Linked DNA regions of Manis pentadactyla: region 2 is linked to region 1. The links are chromatin contacts, called in public Hi-C maps. All regions are on one chromosome and are shown on one strand. Each heading gives the region's core, a stretch centred on a gene start, on an enhancer-like site or on the middle of the called end of the contact. The rest is flanking DNA. Distances are from core to core; before and after follow the strand shown. Region 1 holds the start of EIF2B5 (eukaryotic translation initiation factor 2B subunit epsilon). Region 2 holds the start of EIF4G1 (eukaryotic translation initiation factor 4 gamma 1).

Region 1 (6,368 bases), core at 1,470-3,969:
GTACGGGGAGGGCTGTGCAACACAGAGAAGACAGGTGGTGATTATACAGCATCTTGCTATGCTGATGGACAGTGACTGTAGTTGGGTATGTGGGGGGGACTTGGTGAGGGGGGGAGCCTGGTAAACATAGTGTTCTTCATGTAATTGTAGATGAATGATGATACCAAAATTAAAAAAAAAACAAAAGAAAAAAAAGAAAAAAAAAAAAACCATCTTAGGTCTCACTGGTCCCAAACCCTTGTCCCTACCATTTTCCCATTCTGACCTGTGTTCCTCCAGGGCTCTGGTAATATTGATGTTTGAGATGACATCCCCATACACCAGAAGGAAGTCAGAGCGCACCAAGGCCTTGGCATCAACATCACGGAGAACATCCCCCAGTGATCGATATAGCTCTGATGTAATTATCCGAACCACATTGAGGGATGTAGGGCGGCACCACTTGGACTTCCTAAAGGAAGGTGGGGTGGTAAGGGGAATGAGTAAATCAAGCACAAAGGTCATGTGGAGCTTCTCTATTTTTCTCTCCTATTTGACAATAGCTTTTTTGGGTTCCTGCCAGCGTCTTTAACTTTACAAACTATAATTAATGATTTCAGCATTCTGTGTAACCAGTCTTGTTTAATGGGTTAGAGAAACATGGTTATTTCTTCTCCATACCTTGCCCCTTGCCCCCAAACATAGATTTGAACTCAAAATCCTGCTGAGACTTAGGGTATATAAAGTATCTGAGGAGCACCCTTTTCATGCTACTCTTCTCCTTTCAAAGTCCGTACTAAATTTATAAACTGTCCAATGGAAACCATGCTAATATCCAAGTCTTGTTTCTTAGGCTTCCATAAATCCTGAAATTTACTCTTTCAATAAGATTTCACCAAACATTTATTGTTACTGTGTGCTTGATACTAAGTTAGGCACTGGGAATACAAAGATGAAGAAGAGCTCAACATTTAGAAGCTCAGTGGAAAGACAAAGCTGTTACTCTTATAATTTCCATACTGGAGTCATTAAATAAAAAGCACTGGGACCAAACTCTGTGAGATTTAGAAAAAAATACCAGTGTTGTTCTTTAATCTTTGTCACAGCTTCAGCTGCTCACCTCTTGGTAAGAGAATGCCCTTAGACCTCATGATGGAATCCAAATAGACACATTTTTATTCCCTCACAATTTCCCCTTATTTATTACATCTATCCCAAGGAAACTGAAAAAAAAAAAAAAGGTGAAACATGGAAAGAAAAGCTGCAGAGCCTTACAGTAAATGTTCCTTGATTTGAGCAGCCTTCCAGCAACAAAAGACAAAGGTTTCCTGTACACCTGTGGCAGTCAAAAATTCCAGAGTGTAGTCAATTAGTGCCACATTGGCCAGGGGCAAGAGGACCTGGAGGGTAGGAGATGAAAAAAAGTTTGAAGTCTTGAATCCATGAGGGCCCTCTGGGTACCTTTGTTTCTCCCACTTCAACCACAATTTTCACTCCTCTATCAGTATTTCCAAACACTGTATTTTTACTTTATCTTTCTAATTTAAAAGCGATCAGCCTGCTGCCTTTGATGTTTATGGTATGCTCCAAGCATTAGAGTCTAAGGTGTTGCAATTTGGATGTAGTGAGCAAGGAATCTATTTGCTTAACATTGTACACAGAGCCTCTATAGAGGAGCAGATAATCATATCTACAGAAATTTAAGCACCAATAAGGCCTTGTCTGTCACAAAATTTCCTTCCTTGATCCTTTTCTAAGAGTCAGGGCTAGCCACCCCAATCACTTGCCAAAGTGAACAGCCATTAGGCTTTTTTTGGGGAGCGGGTAGTGATTTTCCTGAACTGAATGCAGTTCCCTTTCTTTAACTGAATTGGGGTCTACTGAGTGATACAGTAATCCCTATGACTAGCTGGGTCCAATTCCCCAGTATCTAGACAATACAGGGACTGCTGGCAACCAGCCACTAAACTCGTTCAGTCCTCCTTTTGAGAGATGGCACCGTCTGTCATTAAAACCAGGAAAGAAAAAAAAGCACACAGTAGGAGATCCAAAACAGCTGTTACCATGGGATCAGACCAGCCTGCTATTTGTTGGACACATGACGTCCCTTTTGGAGGCAAAAGGGGGTGATGTTCCCTTTCACCCAAGGATCTCTTTTTCCTCTTCATAAAGGCAGCGCAGCCTCCTCTTGGGGCACTGAATCCCTGAGTGAAGGCTTCTCCCAAGCACTGCTTCTGCCTTCAGCCCTCTGTAAGCCTTCCACACCTGACGGTGGCCAGCACTGAGAGTGCCCCAATCTGCCAGCCACTCACTCGGGTTAAGCAGTCGTCAAGGCTTTAGACGGTCCCTCCGCCTTCCCCTTAATCAGATAAACCCAATTTCCAGGAAAGAGGGTGGATACAAGGCCTTCCAGAGCACGCCTCACTAGGCAGGTGAAAGTATAACTCGCTGTAGCCCCGCCGCCTGCGGGCCCTCTGGCTGCTCTCCCGCGCGGCGCTCACCCGAGGCTGGTCCTTGGAGATGGGGAAGAAACGGCGGTTGAAGCTATCTGCCACCAGAACCGCTTGCAGAGGTGGCGGCGGTTCCTCCTCGGCCACTTTGGGTCCCGCACCGCCGCCGCCTCCCGGCCCACTGCTGCCGCGCTTGTTGGCCCGACTGGCCACCCCACCCGGCAGCGCCACAGCAGTGGTCGCCATCTTGTTCTCTGAAGAGAACACCACCACTTCCGCACGGACACTGACACCGCGTGCAGTCGGGGACAAAAAGGGACCAGCGCTTGAAACGCGAAGGCGTAACCAAGGAAGAGAGGGAGGAGCCAGGGAGAGGGGAGCGGGCATGCGCCTCCTCTAGGCGCCAACTCCGTCACAGGGTTGAGCCGGGAGGACCCGGGAGTGGCGAAGGCGGCGGCCCGTCTTGGCCCCCTGCGGCGCCGGAGCGCGGGATCCTGTGGACCGCAGAGTCGATCTGCAAGTATAGTAGCCCTTTATTTGTACGTGAACAGGCTGAGATTCTTGCGGGATGATGGGACTTGTTTCTGCGAAGGGTCCAGAGCCTTTCCGGATATGTAATCATCCCTGCTCCCAGCATATTAAAAACGTAGTCACAGATCCTTTTGTAGTTCATAGCCATGATGACTGGGTGTTCACGCTTTTGCGTGACATATGCCTCCCTCAAGCCTTGTTACGACGTTTGCCCATTACCCATCTGACATGAAAATATAAATAGATTAAAAATAAAAAATAAAAATGTAGTGGTCTGTCTTCAACCTAGCGGCCTAATGTGACCCTGCATCTTGGGGAGCTCGGAACTGAATCAGACATCCTCTTCCCTCAAGGAACTCACAGTCTACATAAATAGAGAACGTGATGTAGTAGTATTAAAAAGAAAGACACAGGCCCAAAATGTTGTCACTTCTGCTAAGCCAAGTTGGTGCTTAACACCTAGCATAATTACAGTTTCAACCTCTGCCTGAAATGTAGTTGGTCAGGAATTTTCTGCTTAGCAAAAGTGAGATAATGTCACATATGCCCTCTCCATACCCAGAGGAAGGTGAGTCAATTCACCTGAGACCCTTATACTTGCCTCCTCTCCTACACATAACATCAGTGTGTATAGCATGATCCTTTAGGACACTAATTAGATGTATCCATGCTGCCATACTGATGTACTGATAAATGTAACCGTTTATGCATATCCCTTGCTGTAGAAAAAGTTAAGATGTCTCTAAATGGAGGGACTTTAGAGCAGTTTATTGGAATACACTGATGGGCTGCTCTCAGGTCATGGTGCTCATTATGACTATGAATAAAATCTTTCACTTAAATATAACCTTAATGTTGATTTTAGTGTTCAGTAGAGAGAGTAGTAATTCTATTGCATACCCTTCTGTGGCCTGGAACAGTACAAGCAGCTCATTTAATTTGTCACACAGCTCTGTGAGAATATTTTCTTCATTCATTCAACAAACATTTCTTGAACTCTCAGAGGGGCAAAGTTCATTCATCCAGCTAGTAAGTGGAAGAACTGGTATTGGAACCTGACCTCCCTGCCTTCATAGTTCTGCAATCTTTCTGCCCAGTTATGTGGGATTAAAAATTACTATTTTATGATGTCTTCACTTATTCATTAAGCCTATCAGCATTTATTGGAGCCCTACTTGTGTCTTTTTTTTTCCAACCTCTGGAATATTGATACATGTGTTGCTGAGAAGGTACAGCATCTCACTCAGTTCATAACAGCCACTAAAATCCAACCATATAACACAAACTGTCAACAACTATTTTAATTAAAAGGTGGTCTTTTGCTCAGAGGTTTTTTTTTATTATTGTTGCTATACAATCTTACAATGATTTCAAATACACAATACAGTGGTTCAACAGTTACATATTATTATATCCTCAACCCCTCTAGTGTGGTTACTATCTATCAACATAGAAGAGGTTATGGAATCATTGTATTCTCCATGCTGTATCCCTGTGACCAACTTATATTGTTATTGTGAATTATTGTGCCCCTTTATCCCCTTCACCCTCCCCCCTAATCTGCCCCAATCCTTCCTCCTTGGTAGCCACTAGTGCCTTTGCTCAGACGTTTTTTTTTTATTGGAATAAAGCTAATATACAATATTATATTGGTTTCAGATGTACAACGTAGTGACCTGATTATTTACATTACTAGATGCTTGCCACTGTAAGTGGAGTTCCCCCTGTTACCACACCATGATATTACAATATTATTGGTTATATTCTATATATTGTACTTCCATTGCTATGACTAACTTATTTTACAGTTTGCAGTTTGTATCTCTTTATCCCTTTCTCTTATTTACCTGCCTCCCCACCCACCTCCCCATGGTAACCAACAGTCTGTTGTCCCTATTTATGTGTTTATTTCTTTTTGTTTGCTTGTTTTGTATTTTAGATTCCACCTATAAGTGAAATCATATGGTATTTGTCTTTCTCTGCCTGGCTAATTTCACTTAGCATGATACCCTCCAGGTCCATCTATGTTGTTGCAAATGGCAAGAGAGCCTTCTTTTTTTTAATATATATATTTTTAAATTAAAGTATCACTGATATATAATCTTATGAAGATTTCACATGAACAACATGGTGGTTTCAACATTCACCCATATTATCAAGTCCTCATCCCCACATTGCAGTCACTGTCTATCAGCATAGTAAGATGCTATAGTGTCATTACTTGTCTTCTCTGTGCTGTACTGCCTTCCCTGTGACCTACCTATATTGTAATTGCAAATTATAGTGCCCCTGAATCCCCTTCTCCCTCCCTGCCCACCCATCCTCCCCAACAGTCCCTTTGGTAACCACTTGTCCCTTCTCAGTGTGAGTTTGCTGCTGTTTTGTTCCTTCCATTTTGCTTTGTTGTTATGCTACAAATGAGTGAAGTCATTTGGCATTTGTCTTTCTCTGCTGGCTTATTTCACTGAGCATATAACCCTCTAGATCCATCCCTGTTGTTGCAAATGGTATGATTTCCTTTCTTTTTATGGCTGAATAATATTCCATTTTGTATATGTACCACTCTTCTTTGTCCATTCATCTATTGATGGACACTTAGGTTGCTTCCATATCTTGGCTATTGTAAATAGTGCAGCTATAAACAAAGGGGTGCTTATATCTTTTTGAATCAGGGATCTTGTTTTCTTCAGGTAAATTCCTAGGAGTGCAATAACTGTATCAAATGGTATTTATATTTTTAATTTTTTGAGAAACCTCCATATTGCTTTCCACAATGGTTGAACTAATTTACGTTCCCGCCAACAGTGTAGGAGGGTTCCCTTTTCTCCGCATCCTTGCCAGCATTTGTTGTTTCATGTCTGTTGGATTTGGCCATCCTGACTGGGGTGAGGTGATATCTCGTGGTTTTAATTTGCATGTCCCTGATGATTAGCAATGTGAAGCATATTTTCATGTGTCTGTTGAAAGTGCCTTCTTTTTTATGGCTGAGTAATATTCCATTGTGTAAATGTACATCTTTATCAATTCATCTATTGATGGGTATTTGGGTTGCTTCTGTATCTGTTGTAAATAATACTGCAATGAACTATTTTCAAATTAGTTATTTTATTTAATTTAGGTAAATTCCCAGTAGTAGAAATGCTGGGTGATATGGTATTTCTATTTTTAATTTTTTGAGAAACCTCCATATTGTTTCCCACAGTGACTGGACCAATTTACATTCCTAACAACAGTGTAGGAAGATTCTCTTTTCTCCATGTCCTTGCCAATATTTGTTATTTCCTGTCTTTTTGATAATAGCTATTCTTACAGGTGTGAGGTGATAATCTCTTGGTTTTGATTTGCATTTCACTAATAATTAGTGATGCTGAGGATCTTTTCATGTGTCTGTTGGCTATCTGTATGTCT
Region 2 (5,782 bases), core at 374-2,873, 160 kb before region 1:
TTCAGCAAGAGGGGAAGCCCAGGTGGGGCAGAAACCCAAGCTGGTGAAGTAAGGGGAGCAGATCTGTGGCAAAGCCTCAGCAGTCCACATACCCCCTCCTCCCCATGACAGCCCCTGAGAACAGCCCAGGGGCCCTGGTCTTAATTTGGCAGCAGGAAGCTGCACTTTGCCCTGACACAGATGGGGGTGGGAAAATCCAGAGGTTGGAACCTGTTCCTGACCGGCTGCCTGATCTTCCCCCACCCCCCACCCCAGTGTCTGCTAATTTTTCCCTAATTACCTGTGGGAGTCCAGGGGATGGGGCAGGTGGGGGGCCTGTGGGCTGTGGAGCTTTGTTCATTTCATTTGGTGCCACATCAGGGTCCCCCCAGCACCTGTTGGGAAAGAGTGGAGCTTGGAAAGGGGAAGGGACCCAAGCTTAAAGCAAATGGAGCAGGGGAGGATTTGAAGCAAGGGCTGAGTCCCACACAGAGCCCCAGAGGCGCCCAGGCAGTGAAAGAGCAGCAAAGATCCAGCTTATGTCCCCACCAACACATCGTCAAACCCACATCACCTCCAACCACCCCCCTGATCTGCTAAAACATCCCTTCACTCACCCCCTCGGTTAAGAATAAGTCCACGGTGCGGCCTACAGGTTCTGGGCATCCGAGGGCCTGGGGTTGGGAGGTGAGGGGTATCAACCTGGCTCCGCGGGGCCCAAGACCAACCAGACCGGAAATTCCAGGTCTCGCTGGCACCAGGCTCCCGGATCACAAACGGAGCTAGCAGCTTCGGCCGTAGTGTCCCCACCCCCCACCCGGGGACACCGGGTTCCGGGGCCTGGCCCAGGGGCACACAAGATACGCCTGCCACGGGTGGCCGCAGAGGCACCCGTGCGGGGCCAGAGGCGAGGTCTGCCGCCGCCCAAGGGTGGAAGCCAGGAAGGGCGGGAGTCGGGCCGTAAAAGGAGAGTCGGGCGGCGGCCGAAGAGAAGCCGGTTTCAAGCAAGTGAGGGTCGGCCTGGAGGGCGGGCGGGGCCGGGGGCTCCTCCCTGCCCGCCGCCTCCCTCCCCTGCGCCCTCCCTGCGCAGCGCCGGCCAGTGCCAAAGAACAACGTGTCACTTCCCGGCGGCCGGGCCGCAAAGGGGGGAGGGGGCGGCGAGCTAGGAGCCGCGGTGCCTGCACCCGCGGGGCCTCCTCGGGTCGGGGCGACTTGGCACTTCGCAACCGGCGAACCCGGCGCCCTCCCAGTTCCCGGAGACCGCACATTCCCGGCTCCGCACTCCCCCACCCCCACCCGGCGGCCAGACCGGGCCAGGCCGGGCACACGTGGGCCGGGGATCGGGCCCAAGCGGGCCGAGGCCCGGGCTCGGACCGCCGGGCCAGGGCGCTGGGGCGGCGGCGCAGGGTGGCCGGTCCCGGCGCGGATGGCGGCGGATGCGGGGGGAGGGGATGGGGGGGCCGGGTCGGGCGCGGACATGGCGGCTTTACCTTCAGTCTCCTTCAGTCCGCGCGGCCGAGCCCCACGCAGCCGCACAGACGTAGTCCACAACCATTTCCGGCTCCCCGCACAGATCCCGCTCGGCGGCCACCGCTTCTCCGCAGGCGCAGCCGGGGCCCCCACGTGACCGGCGCAGAGGGCGGAGCCGCGCTCTGCACCGCGGAGCCCAGGAGATTTTGCCCCGCCTTGTCATGTGACAGCCACTGTCGGCCCGTGTCCCCTCCCGAACTTTGGAACTACCAGAGCTACTATCCCCTCGGCCTCTCTGTTCCGCGGTTCTTTAGTTCATTCATACTTTGAGCAGGCACTTATTGAGTGCATATTAAGTGCTAGGTGAAGTGCTGACTGGGGGTTGAGAGCACTGAAAGATTCAGTCCCAAGTAAATGGTACATCGTATTAAAGAACTACAGATTATGCAGCCTTTGAAAATTAGATCATTGAAAAACCTATTAAAGTGAATGTTAGGCTAAAAGTATTGAATCATTCTAACTAGGGCATTAGTCCGAGTAGATTTGACTTTGACAAAGATCAGCCACTCCCATGGAGGGACAAAAGTCAGTCATGGGAAGTTCAGAATAATGGTGGAAGAAGTAATCCTAAAACCCCTGCCTGGCGGTCAAGAGTTTGGACACTAGAGGGACCATCCTAGAGCAAATCCACAGTCAAACAGCCTGGATTTTAACCCAAACTCTGCTACTTACTCCCTGGTGATGTACTTGCTGTCTATCCACTTAATACGTGTTAAAAATGGGAAGATTTGAAACCAGACAGTCTGGCTCAGAGTCTGAGCTTTTAAACCACCGTGCTTTTTCTCTGTCGATGATAACATCCACTCTCTTAGTGAATATTAAAGCAGTTAATTAATGTGAAAGGGTTTGAAACAGAACCTATATACCTAGCAAAGGTGTTCTGTCTCCCTCTTCCTCCCTCTCCCTCTTATCTCAGAAGGTAAGAAAACATTTTCTCTGAACCAGTGATGAGGTAGTTATTTAATATATATAACCTATGTGATCTCATTAATCCTCATAATTTCCTACAAAATAGATCGTATTATTACTACTGTATATGAGGAACTGAAGCTCCAAAGAAAGGAAAGCAAAACAAGACACATGGAGAAGGAACTATACATAGCCAGAATGAAAATGCAGATCTAGTGTTCTCTGTGGCACCCATTTGCATTATGTGACTTTTATCATGTCTGGCTCCCTTCTCTACTCATTTTCTCTCCCTAACCAAACTAGTAAATAAAAATCAATTACTGCCTACATGCCAATTAATTCCTAACTCAGAAACCTCTCTCTCAAACTCCAGTCAGAGCAAGTAACTACCTAAAAGACATCTTCACCCAGTCACTCACAGGCATCTCAAATTATGTATGCCTAGACAGGAATTTGTCGCTTCTCCCTACTTAGTGGAGTCCTCCACCTTGATTCAAACATACTGTTACACATGTACTCTTTTTCGATAAATAGTATTGTGGGTAAAATAGTAGTATTTCCAGAATATCTCACCTGACCTTGGTGTATCTGCATCCTCAGGGGTGGAGAGAAGTATGGCTTTAGTACATTTGCATACCTATAGGCGTTCCTCAGGGGTGAAGAAGTTTCATCTCCCTATCAATGGGTAATTACCTGGGCAACTGGAGGGCTTATCTGAACCTGAGAGTGGAAAGAGAGTGCTGGTTTTGCTTCTGCTGGAGCAGGAGAGAGAAACGGCCCCAGACTGCAGTTTGTAAGCAGTAAATTAGTTTTAAACTTTATTTTTCCCTTTGACTGATTTCGGTTTTAGAGGTATTTTGCCCCAGGATTTCCTCTCCCTGTGGTCACAAGTATTCAACCTGAGAATCTGGGATTCTTTACATTCCCTTCCATCCACATACTACACCTAATCAGACACAAAGTCCTACGGGTATTTGGATCAAAATTAAGTCTTACTGATTTTATCCTTTTATCTTTCTTCTGCCATCCCCCATGTCCCCATTTCTGCTGCCCTAGATCAGGCATTAATTTCTCTTGCCTGCCCTCCCGGCCTCCATAGTAAGCTTTCTCACCCAGGAAGCTAACCATGTTATTTTCCTGCTCTCATTCAGGGGTCCCCATTAAGAGATACTGTCAATTTCTTAGCACAACAGCTCTTCCAAACCTGGTCTGAGCTTGTCTGTTTCTCCTACCACACTTCTCCCTGGCCCTAATAGCTTAGCCAAACCAAGCTATCTGTGGTTTCTATAAACATAATAGTTTTCCTGTCTTTCTGCTTTTCTACTCCGAGCTATATCCTACCCTCTCCCTCCTAGCAAACTCATCTTCCTCCAAGTCTCAGTTCCCTCAGGCATCTCCCCTGACCTATCCAGGCGCTTCAATACTATTTCAATGATTCCAAGGTACCTTGTTCACATCACAGTGCAGTATTAATAAGTCTATCGCCATTGTTTTTTCTGTTACATAGGCTTTTTGAGGATAGAATTATTTCTCCTTGCATCCCCACAAACTAGAATAATGTCAAATGCAGTGTAAGGGTCCATTGATATTTGTTGCTAAATGAATGACTGAACATGAAAGGTTAAGACACTCAGGCACAATCATGATTTGGGAATTAGCCATCTATTTGCTCTGCAGTTTACAACTCACTTTCTAATCTATCTTATCACCACCATTGGAAATCAGAGAAGGCAATTACTATATCCCAATCATACAGGTAACAGGTTCATCAGACATACTGATTTGCTCAAGACTACAGCAGTTCCCATTAAAAGGGCTTGACAGGTCTACTGACTCCCAAGTCCAGTGCTTCAACCTTTTATACAGGTTTTATACATGCTGCCAAGTGAGAACAGAGAGAAGACAATGGACACTCAATCCAAAGTTACCACTTCTCCAGCTAGCCAAGACCTTGGATTAATGGAGTCCACAGAGTCTCCAAAGCTACGAAACAGAGTAATATAGTGAATATGGAGTCAGATGGACTTAAGATTCCAATCCTGGCTCCACCACTTACTATATGACCTTGAGTAAGTAACTGAACCTCTCCAAACTTTATATTCCTCCCCAAAACACAGGGATAATACCTATCTCTCAAAGTTGTTGTGAGGTCTCAGAAGCATGTAAAACAATTATTCTTTCAATATGTACAGAGGACCTATAAGTACCCAGTGTTCAGCAAACACATAATAAGCGTTGGTTGACTAGCTATGATTATCTGGCAGGACCATTTTCTTCTCTGCTGCATCCACAGGGGTCCAGGCCCCAATTGGAGGTATAGGCGCACTCTACCAACCCCACCAGAAAGGAGCACTGCAGGTCAAGAGTGATTACATTCCAGGAAAGCCACTCCTCTTTCCCATTGTTACACTAAATGGTCAGGGTCAAGCTTTCCTGCACCAATTCTACAAGGAAAGCCCAAAAGTAGATGCTAACATGATCAAATCTCTCAAACAGCAGCTTCCCAAAAGGGACAGAGGGTCACGGGAGGTAAAGAAGTCCCTTTTACCCAGCAGCACATAAGTCAAGTTAGAAAGAATGGGGCTGCCTCTGCTGCCTCTTAGAGCAGGGATCCTTTGCCTAAAGTCAGGGAATGATGGGCTTGAGGTCAGCGTGCACTAGTGGGGTGGGGTGAGGGGTATACGGCATTCACAGCCCTTGGAAAGTTATTTGTAAGAGTTTGTATATAAAATGTATGCATATGCATCTCCTAGAAAGATGATCCCTTACATTAGATTCTCAAGGGTTCCTGCTCCTAGAGGTGAACCAGTTTTAAGACAAGCAGGAAGGAGGGGAGAAGTGCAAGGGGCTTTCCATTCAGGGCTGCCTCCCTGCTAGCCTAGGCTCAGAGTTGCTACAAACAATGCCCTCTCACACCCACTCCCCACCCATCTGGCCTCCAGCCACAATATCCCAGAAAACAGACACAGAGGGACCTCAGGAATAAAGGTCTTTATTCAACAACCTTACCACACTAAGTAACAAAAAAACAGGTGGTAACAAGTCCCCCAAAGGCCTGGAGCAGGGTCCACCCCTGGCAGCAGGAAGCATGGCCTACTGACCAATCAGTCACAGCTCAGAGCCCTTGGTAGCCACTTAGAGGTCATAGTTGGGGTTCTTCCGAAGGATAACAAAACCTTCCAGAATGGGGGTGACAGGAAGAAACTCCTCAGTGGCCAATTCTGCCCGTTCCCCATGGGCCAATAACACTGGGGTTGTGTGCGTCTGGAACCCTGTGATGGTCTTAGGCTTGCCAGCCTGGCCCACCACATCCACCGCCTGTAGGGTGAGAAAACTGAAATGAGGGTGTAGTAGGAACCCAGTG

What was found. Hi-C and Micro-C count contacts between places; a contact is called where the count stands out from the background.
Region 2: a contact with region 1 is called in a Hi-C map of blood, with 3 times the contacts expected there. The contact joins the promoter of EIF4G1 here to the promoter of EIF2B5 in region 1. A contact is called at or near these places in 2 of 3 Hi-C or Micro-C datasets (blood and fibroblasts).

Annotation. Positions count from the first base shown.
Region 1 is chr1:114,267,794-114,274,161 of mManPen7.hap1, reverse strand. It overlaps EIF2B5 (eukaryotic translation initiation factor 2B subunit epsilon), which reads right to left and starts at 2,719. Exons shown (of 14, transcript XM_036875255.2): 1 at 2,481-2,719; 2 at 1,255-1,379; 3 at 266-451. The coding sequence starts at 2,675. LOC118907125 (small nucleolar RNA U13) reads left to right here and starts at 3,086; the gene lies at 3,086-3,189.
Region 2 is chr1:114,425,546-114,431,327 of mManPen7.hap1, reverse strand. It overlaps EIF4G1 (eukaryotic translation initiation factor 4 gamma 1), which reads right to left and starts at 1,623. Exons shown (of 34, transcript XM_036933192.2): 1 at 1,470-1,623; 2 at 597-653; 3 at 281-374. The coding sequence starts at 340. PSMD2 (proteasome 26S subunit ubiquitin receptor, non-ATPase 2) reads right to left here. Exons shown (of 21, transcript XM_036875222.2): 21 at 5,395-5,736. The coding sequence ends at 5,554.